3 separate regions of the Mus musculus genome follow, and regions 1 and 2 are each linked to region 3. A link is a contact called in public Hi-C and HiChIP or PLAC-seq data. All regions are on one chromosome and are shown on one strand. Each heading gives the region's core, a stretch centred on a gene start, on an enhancer-like site or on the middle of the called end of the contact. The rest is flanking DNA. Distances are from core to core; before and after follow the strand shown.

What was found. A called contact is a pair of places that touch in the nucleus more often than the background predicts. HiChIP or PLAC-seq counts read pairs in DNA pulled down with a chosen protein or histone mark.
Region 1: a contact with region 3 is called in a Hi-C map of bone marrow-derived macrophages, with 18 read pairs. The contact joins two enhancer-like sites. A contact is called at or near these places in 11 of 39 promoter capture datasets (the 3T3-L1 cell line, 3T3-L1-derived adipocytes, the C10 cell line and 7 more), 1 of 484 Hi-C or Micro-C datasets (bone marrow-derived macrophages) and 9 of 115 datasets of contacts at active chromatin or transcription factors (bone marrow-derived macrophages, craniofacial prominence, double positive thymocytes and 5 more).
Region 2: a contact with region 3 is called in an H3K27ac HiChIP or PLAC-seq map of double positive thymocytes, with 5 times the contacts expected there. The contact joins two enhancer-like sites. A contact is called at or near these places in 19 of 39 promoter capture datasets (the 3T3-L1 cell line, 3T3-L1-derived adipocytes, the C10 cell line and 13 more), 2 of 15 datasets of contacts at CTCF or cohesin (CD8 T cells and large pre-B cells), 13 of 484 Hi-C or Micro-C datasets (B cells, beige adipocytes, bladder smooth muscle and 10 more) and 10 of 115 datasets of contacts at active chromatin or transcription factors (T-cell acute lymphoblastic leukemia, bone marrow-derived macrophages, double positive thymocytes and 7 more).

Annotation. Positions count from the first base shown.
Region 1 is chr10:99,618,298-99,620,997 of GRCm38.p6, reverse strand. The region is part of intron 1 of Gm20110 (predicted gene, 20110); the gene reads right to left. Among named protein-coding and RNA genes, the nearest start is that of Gm20110, 10 kb to the right of the region's middle. Within about 2 kb of position 1,352, at least 5 of the 459 cell types and tissues checked have an H3K27ac peak or open chromatin away from gene starts, as enhancers often do. A contact at or near this core is called in bone marrow-derived macrophages, where this site is marked.
Region 2 is chr10:99,574,556-99,577,255 of GRCm38.p6, reverse strand. No RefSeq gene overlaps it. Among named protein-coding and RNA genes, the nearest start is that of Gm20110, 33 kb to the left of the region's middle. Within about 2 kb of position 1,410, at least 20 of the 459 cell types and tissues checked have an H3K27ac peak or open chromatin away from gene starts, as enhancers often do. A contact at or near this core is called in double positive thymocytes, where this site is marked.
Region 3 is chr10:99,240,966-99,243,665 of GRCm38.p6, reverse strand. No RefSeq gene overlaps it. Among named protein-coding and RNA genes, the nearest start is that of Gm34777, 9.2 kb to the right of the region's middle. Within about 2 kb of position 1,370, at least 147 of the 459 cell types and tissues checked have an H3K27ac peak or open chromatin away from gene starts, as enhancers often do. A contact at or near this core is called in bone marrow-derived macrophages and double positive thymocytes, where this site is marked.

The DNA of each region.
Region 1 (2,700 bases), core at 103-2,602, 380 kb before region 3:
AAAGAGAGAGAGAGAGAGAACTAGTAGAGTCAATTATTAATCGTTTACAACAGGCACCAGTCAACCAAAGAGGATGTGTTAAAAACCCATTTGGAAACCACTTACTTTGCAAGCTAACTAAGATACACATAATATTTAAAAGCAATTTGAACCGAGGTACATGGGTAGACAATGCTTCCCCCAGAAGACAGGAAGAATTATTAAATAAAAACCACAGTGTCAAGCATTGGGTACCTCCCTTTGAGTTATTGGTCAAGGGGGTTCCAGAGGCCCACAAAACAACACAGCCTGTCCTCATCGCCCTTGGCTGCCCGCCCGAAGGAAATGGCAAGGCCCTATTGCATGAGCTGCAGCACACTTTGGTTGCAAAGACGTAGAGAAATAAAACTGGAACTAACGTGGAAACCTCCTCTCTCGTGGCTAGATTGCATAGTGCCAGAAGATGCTATGTACCCTGGTTGGAAAGAAAAGTGACCAATGGTATATTACTCAGTAGAGGACAGTGCATGCTACAATACCAATGAGCCAAGCTAGACTTGCCCACTGATCCAGGAAGTGGCACAAAGGTTACGGGAACATCTGCATTCTGATTGGATTTGAGGTCTGCTACGCAGGAGTTCTCTCCTGCCTACTACTGCAAACCTGGCCAAAAGCTCATGGTTCAGGAGGCCATAGGCCCTAGGGGAGAACTACCCTTCACTTGCTACAGGGACCCATCGTCAAACTGCCTCCCGGGTGTTTATTTATATATACACACGGGCTAGCGGTGCTCTGAATATCCAAATAGTGCAGTGGTTCATAGCTAATATGGAAACTCATAACTGGCCAAGGTTCTGAGATAAAAGATTATTGAATGTTTTCCCCTAAAAGGGATGACTATGTCATCTTTTGTCCAAGGTTCAGAGAATGTTGCCTATGCGGGAGGGGAATTTAAGAATCATAGGATGACGCGGATGCTGTGACGTGCTCTCTTCTGGACGTGACACCTGGTTACCCACACAAGACTTCTACAAGATATTGCCTCTGAGATCACTCAGCATCCCAGCACGCAGTACGAGGGTTACAAAACAAATTGGAGAGGCCATGAAGGGGTCGGATGTGCTGGGGGGAGGGGGTACCTGGGGTGTGAGAGGGGGAAGCATATGATAAAAATACAGTTTCCATGTATAAAATATATTCTAGTAAAATTTTCCTCTCAAACTAAAATTTAAAGTCAGATCTAAAGGATTCTCATTCGTTCCTACTCTCAGCTCCGGATTGGTCAAAGCTTGCTAGAATGGGGAATTTTCCTCTCAGGCAGGATGGTGATTGTGAGTGGTTGAGATGGTCACACAGTAAATGCCTTAGCGCTCTATCGCCGACAGATGGCGCTCTAGCCTTAGTGGTCAAAGACAGCCCAGGCTATTCCCTCCCTGAAAGTTCCGTTTCTGTTAATAAAAAAAGAATAAACACAGACACGGGTCACTGGACTGTTGTAAGCAGCGAGAACAATTGAAGAATTCTATTTAATTCCCCATGGAAATTACTCTCAATACAATTTTAAAGTGAATAAAAACTCAGTAGCTCTTGGAGCCGAATTCACATGTGACATTATTTTGACTGGGGAGGCAAAAACACGAACACTTTTAAGTAGCAATTTTAAAAAGAAGAAAAATTGGACGCTCTGAACAAAGAAGAAAAGATGTAAACCGGGGAGCAGGGGACATCAATTACAGGCATTAAGCGTTCTAAATGAGACCTCGTCATTTGCAGGCTCTGCGTCTTCTGCCAGCTCTCCAGTCTCCTGGAATCTCTGCGAGTTGGTGTCAGTGGTACTGGACTTGCCTAGGAAAGTGGTTGTGATGAGAATTACGTATTTATCACATACGTTACAAATCATTTAGAATGCAGCCGGTACTTAGTAAAAGAAGATCTCTTACTCAGTGCCTGAGAAAACACAAACATGTCCTTCAGCTTCTCCGCCTTGGATTCGTTCGTAATCACAATCAAATCGAACGCACAGGTCCTTGTAAATTTTCGGAGTCAATGGAAAGTTGTAAATGTTTATGTGTTGTGTCAGCCAAACTTTGAAGAGATGTCATATTGATATGACAGGAAATTTATATGTTTTTAAGTGTGGGGGAGAACAGATTGCATACTACTGCTGTAGCAAAGCCCCAACATTGTTTAAAGTAATCTATTGCTGGCAAGATATAAACCGAAAAGATAATGCTAATTATTTCTGAGCCATGAAGCCTTAGCTAGTTTTAGTCTGCTTAGTACATCTTTAATACTTTTACTAAAATGGGTGTACATTTCTACCCACATAAAAACCTTGTTCAATGCAGTGCTGTAAAGCAGACACGCCATGTGTATCATTACCACTGTACAGCCTCCTCTTTACGGAGGAGCCCCTCCTAGGAGTCAGGCATGGCTTAGAATTCTTAGGGGGGTGGGAAATGGGGGAGAGGGATGAGGGGATGGGATGGGGTAGGGACAGGAGGGGGGACAAGAGGGAAGGGAGCCCAGCCAGTGTCAACAAGATGCTCAAACAAGTATTAAAATGGAGAAAATTGACTCTGTCTCATCAAGTGGGATTATGTCAAATACTTCACAAATACATATCAGTTTCACTAACCATACCAGTGGGAAAGACTTCTGTCATTTGATATATCAATCTGTAATTAACATAGGCTTATGTCACCAAAATTTTAAATACAT
Region 2 (2,700 bases), core at 161-2,660, 330 kb before region 3:
CGTGTCTGAACTGTGAAATATGGCAGTCATTAAGTTCGCCACTGTGTTAAGTGGAGGTTTAGTAGCCGTTGATGGCATTGTGACTGTGAGGACTATTATTATTTAACTTTAATAACATATTATGAATGTGCTGGTAAAATACTTTCTTTTATAGAGATTTGATTCTACTGTGGGATAATTTGTAGCAAATCAGTTCATGGAATTACATCTACCAGGATATAACCTATCAAAAAGTGAGTATGCACAGAAACTTTACAGTGAACTCCAAACTGGAAAAAAAATAGCATAATTTTGGTATTGAACCAAACTCAACCCAAGAGTCAGTTCTAATATTCCTTATCATGCATACTACAGTAGAGTGGAACTAACAAGAGCGTTATATTACCGGCCTTTGATAATGTAAGATATACATAGATATATCTCTCTCTTATGATTTAAATTTAACAACTGTGGAGATGAACATTATATAAGTCATCTTTAAGGTTGGTCCTGCGACACACACACACACACACACACACACACACACACCATGATTATGACTAATGAGAGTGAAAAATCTCTATCCAAAAACCACTTCAACTTTCCCTAACCTGTATCCACACGCACACATAGAAGTATAAACAAACAAAAAGCTGTTTGGCAAGTGTTTTGGCTTGGATCTGAGTGACGCTGTCAATTCCAGTAAATAAGAAATCCGTGACTCAGAAAGGTTGAAGCATTGTATCAGAAAACCTAGACTTTGGGAGACTGGAGAGAGGCCAATTACCCAAGTCTGATCACGTGCTACGTGGAGGTGAAAGTGGTCTCTGCCAGGTCATTGTCTTGAAGCTCTGGGAAAAATGTATTTTATGTCCTGTATCTCAACTAAGGAAGAGTTGTAAACATTGTAGTCTATGAGTGGACAGAATAGCAGTTACAGCAGTTCCTGGCATGTATTAGCCTGCTAAATATTACTCATAATTATCATATCATTTTAAAGGTAAGCCAATCCAAAGATTCTTTTGTTTTACACTAGATGTGATTTTTCTTTCTAAAGCATTAAAGCACAGTATTTCTAAAAAGAAAGAAAGAAAGAAAGAAAGAAAGAAAGAAAGAAAGAAAGAAAGAAAGAAAGGAAAGAAGGGAGGGAGGGAGGGAGGGAGGGAGGGAGGAAGGAAGGAAGGAAGGAAGGAAGGAAGGAAGGAAGGAAGGAAGGAAGGAAGGAAGGAAGGGGAAAAAAAGAAAAACAATGGACTGAACGTACTGGACTCTATGGGTGTTAAGAGACTTGGGGAATTTGGCTCAATTTCAAAGCTGTCCCAAGACAATCATCATAACCGGGCCACCATCACTCTTCTGCCTTGCTTGTGCCTCCGGATATACCCTCTCCCCCCACCTCCTTTTTATGTAAACAACAGGTGCAAAGACTGGAGGGAGGAGAGAATATTCTTTTTTTCTTTCTTTCTTTTTTTCTGTCTAGCCACCAACACTGGGGTCAGAGTAAGGAGAATCACAACATGCAACAAAGGAAAGACACTTGAAGCCATTGAGAAGCTTCTTCTGGGAAGCTCAGAGCTCATTCAAGATTTGACCGCTTTTGCCAGATTACAAGAAGTTCCACTGGACGCGGAATAATAACTGGTTACTTTTAATTTGTGAGAAGATTGAAGGTCAAAGAAAGTGAAGGATCTAAGCACAGGAGTAACAGAGCAAATAAACCCAGATGGAAATTCTCGTCTTCATGTCAGCTCTGCAACAAACGGTTAATGCCTTGATGTGTTGCCATGGAAACAAGACCCCTATGTCAGGTTGACATTGATTCTAGCAATGGAGAAAGTGCCTTGCATTCTCTTCAACCTTGATTGTATTTCATTCAGAAAAAAAAAAATCTTCATTTTAAGAGATCAGCCCCATATCCTACGAGGACCAAAATACCAATACGGGCAATATGGTAATGTGAAATTCCATTACTGAAAATTTGCAAATTCATTTGTATCACATCTTATTTAATATGGCTTAAAAATGAAAAATTAAAGCCAGGCATGATGGGGCACCCCCTTAACCCCAGCACTCAGGAGACAGAGGAAAGTGGATCTCTTGAGATCATAGTAACAAGAGCTACACAGCAACACCCTGAATCAAAACAAAGAACAAAAGTAAGAATTAAAATATATATAACAAAAAGCAGGAACTACAAAGTCTTCACTAACATTATGCCCTTAGAATTTCCTTCCCTTAAAATATAGCTCAGAAGGGGTCTCTCTAGTGAAGAATTGATGAATAAATGTGTCTTTGCCACATTTAAAAAAAAAAAGGCTGTGAAATGATCAGACTAACAAAACAGGCTAGGCTTGAATGCTGGCCCTGTATCCTTAATCTATGGCCCTAATTCTGGGGATGGAGATACAGATCAGTGACTCAAACCATGCTTAGTATACACAAGGACCTAGATTTAACCCTTGGAACATTTGAACCTAAGTGAATCTATAGTTTCCTATGCCTCCATTTCTCACTGGTAACATAAAGACAATAGGACTTCCTACCTAGTAGGATATTCATGAAGATTAAGTAAGCTAAAACACAGAAATCGCTCTGAGTCTTGGACTCTCCACACTTTAGCTGTCCAAGTCTTTGTTGTAAAGCCAATTACTTTAGAATAGTTATAATTACTTGAAAACTCAAAGAACACCTAATATTGTTTTTAGATGCCCTGTAATTTAA
Region 3 (2,700 bases), core at 121-2,620:
ACTTAATCAGACGATGCTTATTATTTGTCATTAAACGTAGCTGGGCATGAATGTGTACATGTGGAGGCCGAGGGTAGATGTCATGTAGTTTATTCCTCTCCACCTTGTTTTTGAGACTAAGTTTCTCACTGTACTTGAAGCTCATCTATTTGGCAAGACCAGCCAGCCAGCAAGGCCCAGGGGTGCCCCTGTCTCTGCTGATACATTTCTGGGACACAGATGCACTTTGCTATTCCTGTTTTTTGTTTTTTGTTTTTAATGTGGGTGCTTGGACCCACACTGAGAAGTTCACGCATATACAGCAAGCCATCTCCTCGGTCCCTTAAGAGTGTCTTTTAAGCTGTCCATTAGTCAAATAAGTTTTAAACCACAGCACTTGGTTTCCAAGTCACGAATAATAGCTTGTGCTAAGACATATCCCAAACTCTAGAAACGCATTTTATCAAAATACCTATCACCTTAAGGAGAACAGGACAAAAACACTTCTGCATACCTGTGTGCTGTGATATTCGTCTGGAGGCCAGATGGTAATGGCAGAAATAGAGAGAAAGCAGTCAAGACACTCGTTAAATGAGTACATCCATGTAGAAGTAAAATAATTACGGCCTTTTCTCTAGCGTATATGTGAATGGCATCTGGGAATTTAAATGAAAGAAAGAAAGGGCAAAATGAAGCCTTCTGAGACAGGATCTTTCCAACTCTCCGCTGCTGTGAGCTCTCGAAATTTAGTCCAGCTATTCAAACAAAATGACTCCGGTTGCCTGCGTGCGTACATTGGGGAGCTAACTCTAGTGTGCTTTCTGGTCAGTACTTGTGCGCCAGCATGCAGAACTTTTGTCTTCCTGTTCTTTCCACATACAGACCACCACAAGCTCCCGGTGGAACAAAGTGGGATTTTCTGCTTAACCTAGACTTTCCCCTGAAAGCCCAGTCCAGCTTTTCTAGAAGCATCTGCCAGTCCCCTAGAAGGTCAGGGAGCTGGCACGTCAACACATGAGAAATACCCACACACTTACTTCATATCCTGCAGGAGAAAAAAAAAAAAGATGGCATGAGAAATTTTGTTTCCACTCATTGAAGTAGTTTATCACCTTATGTCTAGTCTAGAAGGTCTGTGGTCAAAACTTCAAGGACAGGATAATAGTCCAACCTGGGCTTGAGCCTAGGGTTAGGATACCTACAATGAATCCTGGCGGATGTGGATTTACATGTTAGTACCTGAAAGCAGATGCAGCCCCCATCCTGGAATGAATATATGCTTCCAAGGGACTTGTTTCCAGAGCGTGGCGGGAGGAACAACAGAGACAGCTCTGTGCCCACACGCTCAGCCATCTGCTGTTCCAACCACACTCCTTCCCCCTCCCCCCCCCCCCCACTTCCTGCACATGATTCATCTTTGCTTTTCTGCCTTCTTCAAAGATAACTGTGTAGGCACTGAAGGAGGGGAAAGTCATTAAGAAAAGTGGAATCTGGAGTTATGAGGATGAGGTAGGGCAGATTAAACAGTCTGGAATTTCACAAAGCAAACAGTGTGGGGTGCAGACAGGATTCTTGTCTCGCTTCGCGGGCGCATCATTTCAACAGGTCGCATCCCTTTCGAACAGGTCCCACAAGACGGGTACACAAGTTGCTAAAGAACCAAAGAGGAATAAACAACGGAAGTCGAGAGAGGGATTCTGGGTAGTCCAACTAGAACTGCCATACACTTCTATCGCCACCCTGACAGCATCTGGCTGACAGCCGCTGGTTGCTCTTATAGCAGGCTATGGGATCTTTATGGCCTTTTCCAGACAGCAGGTAAAAGAGCTACCATGAAAATCATGCTTTTAAAAGCCAGAGAAGGTGATTGTAACAATATCCCTGACACCAGGGAGCACTGAGGGCAATATGTGGTGTGGGAAGTGTGCAAGTCGGCCTGTGCCTGGGTACTTGGGGATATACGAAACTACACCAAAACTGGAGCTACGTGGGCCTCAGTTCAAATCCCTATTCTGCTTCTAGCCTCTAAAACATCAAATTGATAAATCTCTGAGGGTCTCACTAGTCTCGCGGTGAGGGGGTGTGGGGCGGGGGGAGATTGTGAGATAAAAGGACAAAAGGAGATAATGTATGTAACATACTTATGTGGTCCTGAGACTGGAAGCTAGGTAGTGAGTGGGTGAACAGGAAATGCCACTGTTTGCAGGGCTAGAAATACACGCCTCCTCTCTCTCTCTCTCTCTCTCTCTCTCTCTCTCTCTCTCTCTCTCTCTCTCTCTCTCTCTCTCATTCTCATATCTTGTCATTTCATTCAGTTTCTACTGTGTTCCACATCCTAAGGCTAACAGGGTAAATTACTTCAAGCATTAGAATTTTTTGTACAGTGGTTCTCAAGCTTCCTAATGCTGCAGCCCTTTAGTACAGCGCCTCATGTTGTGGTGACCCCCAACCATAAAGTTATTTTCCTTGATACTTCATAACTGTAATTTGCTATTGTTATGAGTCATGATGTAAATATCTGATAAGCAGGATATTTGACCCCTGTGAAAGGGTCATTAGAATTTACTCCCCCCACCAAAAGGTCACAATGCCCATGTGAGAACCCGTTGATCTAGTGCCTTCTAGGGTGATAGGGGAAAGGTAAACGTGTGGAACCTTTCATTAGGACCACACAGATCACAATGTTCTTATTAATTGAGATAGGTGAAGAAAGGAAAAGAC